Linked DNA regions of Rattus norvegicus: all the other regions are linked to region 1. Evidence: chromatin contacts called from public Hi-C data. All regions are on one chromosome and are shown on one strand. The core of a region is the stretch at or near the end of the contact, and the rest is flanking DNA. Distances in the headings are between cores, read along the strand shown.

Region 1 (3,585 bases), core at 598-3,097:
CCTGAGCCAGCAAAGGTGCTGCAGCCATGGCAGCTGTGTGTCTCATGAAGCAACCACACCTTTCTGAACCTAGGTTTTCTTGATGAGTGTGCGGTACTTATCTACTTCAGGCAAATAAAATATAGCTCAGTATCTTTACTAATTTACCTGAGAAGGTAAATAAGATGAAATGCATGTAAAGAAACTGTAAGTACTCAGTAGACACTCCATGTTTCTTATTTTTCTTCCTATGCCCTTGAATTTAGACAAGGAGTCATCGCATCTTCCCATGTTTTCTGTATATTTGGGGATAAAGTTGTGAGTAAAAGTCTAAGATGCCCAAGGGAAAGGTTTACATATACAATGCCACATCCCACCCACTGATCTCATTCCCTCCACAGACCAAATATTTATTAAGTTTATGCTTGTGCTTGAAGCTGCCCGAGACTGCAGTTTATAGTTGGATCAGAGATGCTTGCTGACCTCTCTCCTCAGGAAACTTATCTCTTAATACAGCGAAAGAACATTATACACAGGGCTAGTAAATACCACCAAGTAGTGTCTGTGTGTGTGTGTGTGTTTGTGGTGTGTGTGTGTGTGTCTGTGTGTGCACGCACGCACACACATGCATGTGCACACATAATAAGACATTTTGGAAGGAGGAACAGAAAACAAGGACAAGAGATAGAAAACACAATTTTTAAATATTTTAGGTTAGGTTGGGGGGGTTGCGTAATGAGCAAAAATATCTATATTTTCTTATAGGCTATGGCTTGGCCAAAAACAAAGCTAATTATTTTCCCTCTTAATACAGATTAGATGTTGCTGCCTCTCTGTTTCTGGGTTAAGCTATTTCTCCTGGATATAGTTTTATTATCTAATGGAGAAATATAATTCATATTTTCCAGACTGAAGCGAAATCTCAGTTTCTTTACTATGAACGATCCCGCCTCTCTGTGATATGTCATAGACACAAGATACAAGATAGTTTAGGACTCAGTAAATGAAATTAACATTTTAAATTGTTTTGAAGAAAATTTATCTAAGAAATATGCCACCAAACTCCAAACTGGCCTGGTCTAGGGACCAAGACACCATTACTTTTCAATCAATTCTTCCAGTTCCCATCTTCTCCAGATTCTGTTTGTGTCAAGACCAGAGAGCAAGAACTTCAGCAGAAATGGAAGGCTGCCGCTGACCAGTTTTCCTGAAAATCAGGTCCACCGCTAGAGGAAAAAGAATCCCATGTTCTGAGAAACAGGAGCATGTGTAATTAATACTTCACATATCCATGAGACAGATGAAGACACACACACAGTTGTTAAAGGAGGACATGACGAACCTTGGCTGTTATCATGTGGGTGCCAATGTCCTCTGTCTGAGAGAGCTATAGCAATGGGAACGGTACTCACTACGCACCAGAACAATGCTGAACCAAAGGACCCACCACAGGAAAGAAAGGCACAACCGAACAGCCATGCAATCATCTTATGAAATCCTTCATGTTTCTGTTTTAATCTTCTCACATTTATGTGCTGACTTAGAATGTTTGCATATGACCGAGACCACAGGGAACACTCCGCAAATATCCTTTATTTGCTGCTGTGTACGAGAGAAGGGAAACAACCTCTGAGATCCCAGTAGTCACTATCTGACCCAAGTGGCTCCCAGATGTAAGGCCTTAGGAGTTTGACTACTGAAAGCCTCCAACTACATTAAAAACCAGTGAATCTAATAATGTAACACAATGGGAATCACAATGGGATCACAACTGGGAGCCTGGTGTGTTTGAGGTTTAGAGAGAGTGTTCAGGGGACAAGTGCTTTCTGGGAGCACACAGCTCATGGCTTTCATTCCTATTTGTTTTGGATGTATCTCTCCCATGACCTGGCTTGTTTGCTCTAGACAAGAGTCCAGGCAGAGTGAGGCAGAGCCCACACCCAGCCCCGTGTCTGCTGTCTCCTGTCACTGCTGGCCTTGTTTGCAGCCTATGTCAAGAAGCACTCTCTCGAACTTTATATAATTTGTCAGAGAGGGGGGGTCTTTCTTTTTAAACTTGGAGGCAGCATCAAAGAATACCCAGAGCCCTGCACAAACTGCTTTTTACCATGTGGACGACTAGGTTCCTAGTGTTTTCTTTGCCTCTTGCCCCCAAATCAAATGGAAACTCTCTGGCAAGGATAAAAACATATGGTTTTCCCCATTGCACCCACCCACCTTTCTTTTATCAGGGAAAACAGTGGAAAACCAGACTGCTGGCCCAGGCTGTTGGCACCTGAAACTCTCTCCCTCCTCGTATCTACTATCTCAGCAACAAGGATGGAGAGAGACCACTAACCAGCTTTCTCCTCACTTAGCCCTCACGACAAGCGGGCTGGATTGTGCGTTGCCTCATCTTTGGCGACAGGAACTGGGCAGTTGAAAGAATTCAGCTTCATCATAAATGAAGGAAGAATGGAAGCCATACTCTGGTGGTCATTTCCAAATCAAGTTGGCTTTTGTTTGAACTAAAAGGAAGGGGAAATGAGCGCCACCCCAGCGTTGGCAACGGGGTGTTGTTTTCCAGAACCAGGTCTGATTAACTTCCGGGAACTTCCGGGAACTCAGGCCAGTCACATTTTCTAAGTGGCACTTTGGGTACTTGTGATCCCGGATTTCCTTGGCCAAATGAGCAGCGGTGCATTTCTAGGGTTTCCCCGGGCATCTTTCTAGGGTGTGTGCCTTGGGGTGGGGGATGTTAATCATATACAGCTCATAGGCTTCAAGCATGACCAAGGGACTGCTCTTTACATTGTAGGCTGGTAGATGGAGCCGGAACTTAGGATCAGCGTAGCAGTAGGGAGAAGTGAGGCACTTTCTCCTCACCCCTCTTTGCTCTGCTGCAGGATTCATGGGAGGCTGAGAATTTTGTGTCATTTTGGACCTTAAAGCTAGTCATCAAAGCAAATAATACAGAACATATTCGATGTACAGTGTATGACATTACATTTTTACTTAAGGGCCCATGTGTTAATGGAGATTCTGGAGAGAATGTGTAACTTTGGTCTCATGAGTGAAGTCTGTAAAAATCAATTCAGGAGTCATTCCTTATCCACACTTGACTTTTTGATTTTTGTTACTTATATTAAGCAAGGTCCACAACTATTAAATGGAAAATTTCCAGAAGTAAACAATGAGTTCATATATTTTATATAACTCCTATCAGTCTACTGATATTATTGTCTTATTTTATTATTAGTTATTATTGTTAGTATGCTCAATTTATAAATTGAACTTTTTCAATATGGAGGTGCTAGAAAATACGGACTTTGGTACCACCCAGAGTGGTAGCGATTTCAACATACATGTCCTATAGATAAGGTTTTCTACTTGATCTAGCTCAAATTTTGGGGAGTTGTAGAGAATAGGAAGGAAATCTACTGGAGTGGAAAGTACCTGAGATTTGGAGCGAAAGAAATCTGGATTCCAGAAACATTTATTAAGCCTTTGTAGTGTATATGACTTGGGACTAGATCCCAAGGTAGAAAAAAATACAGACAAAAATTTACAAAAACCTTAGAATGGGGAAATGGATAGTCACACAAAAAAGACAACACGGTGTGTTCA
Region 2 (3,983 bases), core at 661-3,160, 89 kb after region 1:
TAGTAAGGGGAGAGTCCCAGATTACTTGCAAGTAAGTCAGGTATCATGGGCCTGATCTTTGCCTCAGACCTACATGATAATTGTCTCATTGTTAGGAACATGTTCAACTTTCTCCTTCTTACCCCTCCTTGTCTCTCTCTCTCTCCACAAAGGTGGAGACCAAAGTTACCGGAAGCCTCAATTGTCAGAGCTCAAAGCCCTCGCTCAACATTTGACATTTGGAAACGTGTCCCCCCCTCCCCTTCCTCTGCACCCTCATCTTGTTTGCATGGGTGCCAGCCTTAGAGATAACCATATCAGGCAGAAAAAATGAAATGTGTTTCCTTCTAAAGTGTCTTCCTCCTACACGGTACAGCTAGGCACCCCAGGCTTGTCTGCATATAACTTAGGCTTCTCTCTTTTGACTTTTAGGCCAGCAGATAGAACATTTCACATTTTTTTTCTAGAAAGAGACAGAAATCATGGAACTTTTAAACCAGAAAAAAAAACCTAGCAGATTATTTCCCCCGAAAGTCTTGTTTGATGGTGGTGGTGGTGGTGGTGGTGGTGGTGGTGGTGGTGGTGGTGGTGGTGGTGATTGTGATTGGAGAAGTTTGATCCTTGGTTTGCAGTCAGTTACATATGAACTGAGCTGGTATCGAACCTCAGCAGTTTTATAATGTCAAGACTGATATTCCTATCAGAAAGGCTCGGTCGGGATGCATTCACTTTAGCAAGAATTCTGAAAGTTCAGACAGTGGACTTTCCCAGAACCTTTACAGACCAAAGAAAGTCTCTCATGAATTCATCGGGGAAATAGACCAGCCCTGTCCTGTAGTGTCTTTCTTGGGAGGATGGCTGGAGACTGGAATAGCTCTGGGCCTGACCTGGAGTCTGTTTCAGGCAGGTAGTTGAACTCCTTCAGCTTTGTGTGACCGCTGTGTACCCAAGACTTAAATGCTGAAGCCTGACACACACATGCTCCTAGAGGCCTCCTCAAGACATTGAAGGACGCTAAATTTAACTCTTTAACATCCGCCAAATCTGGTAACAGAAGAAAACGGGAGGCAAGGCTGGGTCTCTGCTTTGTACGGTTTGGAGACATCCAAAATAAGAATGCCCAAAGTATTCCCCACCCCATACACACCCCAAAGGGCCAGAACACTAGAGGAGTTCTCTACTTTTGGCCTTTGGGGGATTTTTAGGGCAAATCCAAACAAAACCAAAAGGGCTCCAAACTTAGTGGTACTATTCTCCTAGGAATTGGAAATGTGACCAGAGACAAAACCAGAAGAGAGAAAATGGGTGGAATCCCCAACCTGGCTTTGTCTCCTCCCATCTTGGACCGTATCTGGAATTCTCTCTAACGCCCATGCCACTCTCGAAACACTGAGTGGTTGGAAGACCAGCAGAGGTGCGTAAAAACCTCCTTCATGTGCCACTGTATCATTTAGAGGTGACACTCACCGGGGTCCTGTGCAGCACCATTGTGCTCTGTGTGGTTTGTGTGTGGTGGGGAAGTCAGGTCTAGGAGCTGCATGGCGTTCACCTCGGGGCTCCAAGCTCACAGCCAACATTTTGCTTCCTCAAGGGCCAGTGAGAATAGCCTGTTTGAACCCCAAAGGCACACTCTCAATCTAGGGCACGACCCCTTTTGGTGCTCTTGGCTACAGTTCTTGTCCTACCCCCAGCCTGCAGGGTTCTGCTGAAGCAGAACCGTGCACTTCCGGACCCCACACTCTACTTGCGTGCTTCCCAGCCCACTAGAGAGATTTTTCAGAAAACTATTTTTAGAAATAGTAACCTCAGAGTAAGAAAGGCACGGCACTCCAGATTGGGCGTTTTTCTGGGCCAAGCAAGCTAAGGAGCAGTTGTTTAAAGAGAAAGGTGTAACAGCAGCCCTTGCTGTTCAGCTGGGGGATCGTCTGCAGATTCCTGGGTTTGACTCCCTCTAGCGTCTCGATTAGGAAGACAAGTCTAAAGCCAGGCTTAGGAGACTTGTGGGGAACTGGGACACAAAGTATTTTTCTTTGTTTTGTTCCTAGTTCCTCCTCTGCTCTCCATTCTCTCTTTTGTGACAGACTTCCCAGCACGAGAAGAAAATGAAGATTAAATATTAAATTTACGAATAGCAGAGCGATTTATTTGCATCTTTTTTCTTATTCCTGGAAGGATCAGTGATTAAGCAGAAGTTTATCTCAAGAATGAGGCTATAATGTAACTTCTGGATATCTCTGTTTACATAAAGTCTATTCCCTGAAGAGAATCTGCATGCGCGCTGTTAGGGAACACTGTGTACTGTGCACCTCGTCACAGAATTAGGGTCAGCCGTACTGCTGCTTTTGGAGAGGACAGATTAAGAGGAGGGGCTTGTGGGTGCAGTGGCAAGGCAGCATGAGACTTCATAAATGTAAGGGACACAGGCACATAGGACTAGAAGCACAAAGCAGTGTGTCTGTCTTTGAAAGTTGGAATCATTGGTTGTTTTATCGTATTTCCCTATGAATTTGATGAGCCTTCTTCACGAAGGAAACAGAAGAAAAAACTAAATGAACTTTTCTAGGTCTCTGAATGTGAGGATTCTAAAACTGAGTGCCGTGCGATTTCCCGATGGAAAGGAAGCTCTAATTGAAGGAATCTTCATTGGCCAGGAGAGCTCAGTCCTCCAGTTGGAACGTTTATCAGCGTGGAAAAGAGGTGGCAGACAATTATCTGGTTAGGTTATAGATGGCTGGATTTCTCCTATAACCTGGCTGTGGCTTACTAACGTCTGAGCTACAGAGTAAACCCAAGTGACTGTGGGTGACAGGACGGGAAACGTGTGCAGTGCACACTTAAGACATGCTCGTACCTCCCGGCCTGTTTTGAGTCAGACTTTGTGAATTATAGAACAGCAGCCATTCATTCAACAGAAAGCATTCCATTCACAAACACTGCAGCTAAGCTCACAATGGTTCATTATGAGTTCTTTTGCTGAAGGGCTACTTGCCTTTCCAGGGCAACAGCCTCTTCTTTGACTGCCTTTCTCTCAGCTCCCATTTACCATTTTCACATCATTCTCTTTAGAACTTATCTGATGTCTAGCAGCCCCTGGTGGGCAGACTGGAATGCTCCCACCACCCTTAACATACTCACACTGAGCCTGTAAACATCAAACGATGATTTAATCCACTAAGGTAGATTTTCCAGAATGTATCGGTTTCTTTGCCTTTGCTACCATGGAAAACAAAGGCATGGGTGTTGGGCTCAGAAGATGGCGCAGTGTATAAAGTGCCTGTCTTACATATTCAGGATCCATGCTCAGTCTCCAGACCCAAGAAAAACAGAACAAACAAACAAACAAACAAACAAACAAAAAACAAGTGCATGCTGTGTTCGATTGAAGACCCTGAACAGTGGTTTTGAAGATCGTTTTAAGTGTGAAGAAAGCCTGTGAGGCTTTAAGACTCTAGATGTCAGGTTGCAGTATTGGTGGCAAATGCCTTCCTTGTTCAATATACAGGAGGCTCTCATAGGTGAGGGCAGGGCAGGGCATTAGTTGAGGAGGAGACAAAATTATTGAGCTGAAATGGCAAGGAACTGAATTGTTTTTTTTTCTTTCTTTTCTGTCTTTTTTAAAAAAAGTTGTCATCGGTTCTTTGTGAGTTTCCCATCATGCACCCCAGTTCTGCTCATCTCCTGTCCCCTCATAACCCCACCTTTCACCCTGTAACCTTCCCCCAAATAAAAAAACAAACAAACACATCATCATGGAAGCTGTATTCATGTCAGTGTGTCCCACACTGTATCCCTCTGTCCACGCGTCTTCATTTGCAAACGTTCATTTCAACGAGTCATTGGTCGGGCTTGAGACTTCTGGTTTCGGTGACACCATCAATATTGGATCCTCATCGGGGCTCTACCCAGTTATCATGTTGTTGCCTTGTGTCTTGGAGAGGCTGTAGCTTTGGATCAGCAGGACTGGCCATTTCATGCATCCCAGTCATTTGCAGATGATATAGAGC
Region 3 (3,742 bases), core at 62-2,561, 110 kb before region 1:
AGATACAGCTCTGTCAAACCTTAGGCCAGGTATGAGGATTTCATGATATCACTGCTACTCAAAGCTGGGCCTGTGGTCACAAATAATGACACTCGAATGGCTTGTCATTACTAATTGCTGGGATTATTGTAAAACCTAAGTGGCTAAGATAAGAATAATCGAGTATAAAATCCTCAAGTGTGTCGCAGAGCTGAGAGCAGACGGGGGCATGCAGAATTTGTGGAAAACACTTTACACTGTTATTATTGCCCTTAAAGAAGGCATATTCCCTTATCTGGGGGCTTTAAATTTTTTTTTTTAATGGGATAAGGGTGAGAGAGGAGATCAGTGGAAATCTTGGTCTTAAAAAAAAAAAGCAGGGAATTACTCTTGGCTGACTTTAGCTCCTCCTATCTGACAAAATAGGGCAAGTGGGGTGCTAGATATGGGGAAAGAAATCTGAGAGGTCCTGGACAAGATGCTGCTCCCTGGGTGTGAGAGTCACTAGCGTCCTCAGCCCTGTCCCATCTCTTCCTGCCTTCCCTCAGCCTGACCCACTGTATCCTCACTTGGCCTCTCTCTTCTCAGACCCCCGGCAGTGGACAGAAACCCATGTCCGGGATTGGGTGATGTGGGCTGTGAATGAGTTCAGCCTGAAGGGTGTGGACTTCCAGAAGTTCTGTATGAATGGAGCAGCACTGTGTGCCCTGGGTAAAGAATGCTTCCTCGAGCTGGCTCCAGACTTTGTGGGGGATATCCTGTGGGAGCATCTAGAGATCCTGCAGAAAGGTAAAATGTGTGGAAACAATGGGGTAGGGAAGTGGAGGGGGGCATTTCTCTAAAAGTAGGAGAAGAGCTGGCCGGATGGTGGGATGTTCTTGCTTTTGCCTGTAGGTGTTCAGCCATGGCATAGATGGTCTGTGGGGATGTGTTTGGTGCAAAGCAAGAGCTCAGTACATGCTGGCTCCTCTATGCCTTAGGAGTTCATATTTTAATTTTTAAGCAAGACTGTACTTTAGATTCCTGTATACACTCCATGTTATTTTTGTAGACCCATACATTATTTGAATAAACAGTGCCTGGACTTAAATAAATCTGGATTTAAGAAACAGGTGTTTTTATCTACTCCAGAAACTTTAACATATACTCCCTTGATCTATGACGTATCCTCTGGTAACAGGAGAATACAGCTTTTCCATGCTCATTAGCACGACAAATGTCTCTGCCAGTTGCTGGTTTGGCATTATGGCGGTGTAGAACACCTTTTACACTCCGAGCCAAAGCTAGGGTTATATCAGGACGTGGTGTTGCAACCTTTTAATGACACAGCCTCCTCTACTGGCCTCTTCTAACCTTTTTGGACCAAGTGACTCATGTCCCGTAGCACCGGCTGAGTATAGCAACAGCAGCGGGTGGCAAACTTGGGTGTTTCTGTGCTTATTTGTCTAAATTTCTTCTTAAAATAAATTGCAGTTACCAGCAGTCAGCAGTGCCCTACAGCTGACTGTAAGCCTAGAAGCCTGCTGCCCTCTGTAACCAGGCCCACCCTTTCCCTGTGGTCACCAGCCTCAAGCTCTAGGCACAGTCACTGGGGGTAGGGCACAGAGCTCATTCCTCGTAAGACCTTCCTTTGTTTAAGAGTATGCCTCAGTCTCAGGACTGAGGAGAGACCCAGGTCCCATTCCTCTGGGCACGTGAATGTGATGTGCGTTCCTTTGCCTCAGCTTCTCATTGAAAATGATCAGCGGATGAACACATTTAAGGACTTGGTGGGTCTCTCTGGGTGCTGCTACTCAGGACAGGACAACAGCTCTAGGAACTGTACTGGTGCTGACCCCACTAGGCACTGACTTGAGTGACCTGCTCGTAAGAGGAAAAGAAAGATGTGGTAGACTCCTCAAAGCGCTGGCTTGGTGCTGCCTTCTGAACACAACAGCAGGTTGCACCAGACCATGAAACCAAACATAGTCTGTCAATACAATGCTTCTCTGAACTCAGAATGAATTCCCACAGTGGGTGTACCAGGAGCTGGGGGTACTCTCAGTCTGTCACTGGCCATGGTCCATTCATATCCTTGATTCTGAAGGGCTGCCAAATAGATTTTCTTTCTCGGAATTACCCTCAATTAGTGATCAACACGTTAAACTTTACTTCTAAGTCTGTTTTAATTTCACTTCCCACCCAGTGTTCTTGCTGTGCTAATGTGCGTTCACAGGGAACTGCTACTAAGACAGGATTAGACTGTGGACTGCTTCTATGCAGGGGAGTACCGTCAGGGAACTGAAGTGCAGTACAGTGTAATTGAGTCCGTGTGAGGAGGCAATTCTGTCACCCCAGCCGGTGTCCCATCGCTTGAGGCAGTAAGACTGTCTTTCTGGGGATTCACCTTTCTGAGTGGATGATCAGGATGCTTGTAGGCAGAACAGCGTCCTTTCTGTGATCTCACTTGAGCAGCATGGCAGCCAGAGAACATAGCTGCTCGGGGTGGAGCTGTAGGCCAAAGGTGCAGGGGATGTTTTAATCTGATAAGCCACTCAAGCAGAGTTTAATCATTTTATCTCAACTGGGAACTTTTTTTTTCCTCTTTTTGAGTACAGGCATAAACTTGTTTTCCCATCAGCCTTTGCTCTCGGCAGGCTAGCAGATACCTGAGGAAAAACTGTATCAGCAGTCTCCCTTTACAATTGATCTTTGCAAAGCAATGCAGTCAGCAGCTCAGGCATTTGATTCTAGGGTAGCCAGAGTACTCTGAGCCCACCATGACAGTTCTGCTCCCCGCTACACTTTCTCTTTATTTCTTTCTGAGTCGCAAGGAAGTTGGCATCGAGGCAGTTTGGCTGTGTTGCTTCTCACGGTTCACTGAGCGGAGTCACCTTACCAGTGTCCTGCTTCTTGTCTGGGCCTGAACTTGAATTCCAAGAACAAAGAGAAAAGCAGATTAAAAAAAAAAAATCCAAATATCTGAAAAAGTGGAAGATACAAATACCTACTTGCCCAAAGACTGCAATGTGTTCTGAAATGGTTTTCAGTTGATCGGTTTAAATGCTAGGTTCTGATCATGGTCCTTGAGGCATCCCCAGACTGGAGCCTGAAGATTCAGTTCCCTGAAGGGAAACACCGAGATACCAAGGCTGAGGGCTGCTGGTTTTTCTCAACCCTCAGTGATTGCCCAATGGGTTTCCTCCCAAGATAAGTGGACTAGTCCCATTTCACAGCTATTGAAATGCTAAACTCAGCCATACTTTTCTGATGTCATCCTGAGATAAAGCTGTGTTCAGGCAACCAAGACACCAACTCCCGCTGTGGGCTTGCAGACTCCGTATAAAAGAAAATGTTGAGATTATCAGGGTCCTTGTGGGTAAGATCCGCGTAGGTCAGTTGTCACGTGCATGCTATCTTTATTTTATTCTCTGGTGTGTTTCTTACAGAGGATGTGAAACCGTATCAGGTTAATGGAGTCAACCCTACCTACCCAGAATCCCGTTACACCTCGGATTACTTCATTAGTAAGTGCTGTCTTCCACTCTCCTCTGTCTCTTGGCTCTTTATGGTTCGAGAACTTGGAAAGGCTCCCTGGCTTAGTTGATCTCAGATGCTTTATTAATAACCCCATAGAAAGTAATATTTTCTTAATTATGTTCTGCTTTTTGTTACTTATTTTATGACTTTTCACCAAGCACAAGCATTAAGCTCGTATGAGTGCTTATCAGTCTACAGAGTTCCTGCAACTGGGAGGGAATACACCCTGGCCAGATTATGATCT

The links. A called contact is a pair of places that touch in the nucleus more often than the background predicts.
Region 2: a contact with region 1 is called in a Hi-C map of liver, with 5 times the contacts expected there. The contact joins two enhancer-like sites. A contact is called at or near these places in 7 of 12 Hi-C or Micro-C datasets (the A7r5 cell line, the Rat2 cell line, Schwann cells and 3 more).
Region 3: a contact with region 1 is called in a Hi-C map of liver, with 2.2 times the contacts expected there. The contact joins two enhancer-like sites. A contact is called at or near these places in 2 of 12 Hi-C or Micro-C datasets (kidney and liver).

The regions. Positions count from the first base shown.
Region 1 is chr8:39,502,429-39,506,013 of GRCr8, forward strand. All of the region lies in intron 2 of LOC102552355 (a long non-coding RNA gene), which reads right to left. Among named protein-coding and RNA genes, the nearest start is that of Ets1, 140 kb to the left of the region's middle. Within about 2 kb of position 1,848, at least 4 of the 93 cell types and tissues checked have an H3K27ac peak or open chromatin away from gene starts, as enhancers often do. A contact at or near this core is called in liver, where this site is marked.
Region 2 is chr8:39,590,976-39,594,958 of GRCr8, forward strand. No RefSeq gene overlaps it. Among named protein-coding and RNA genes, the nearest start is that of Ets1, 230 kb to the left of the region's middle. Within about 2 kb of position 1,911, at least 29 of the 93 cell types and tissues checked have an H3K27ac peak or open chromatin away from gene starts, as enhancers often do. A contact at or near this core is called in liver, where this site is marked.
Region 3 is chr8:39,397,275-39,401,016 of GRCr8, forward strand. It overlaps Ets1 (ETS proto-oncogene 1, transcription factor), which reads left to right. Exons shown (of 8, transcript NM_012555.2): 3 at 568-768; 4 at 3,408-3,485. Among named protein-coding and RNA genes, the nearest start is that of Ets1, 36 kb to the left of the region's middle. Within about 2 kb of position 1,312, at least 9 of the 93 cell types and tissues checked have an H3K27ac peak or open chromatin away from gene starts, as enhancers often do. A contact at or near this core is called in liver, where this site is marked.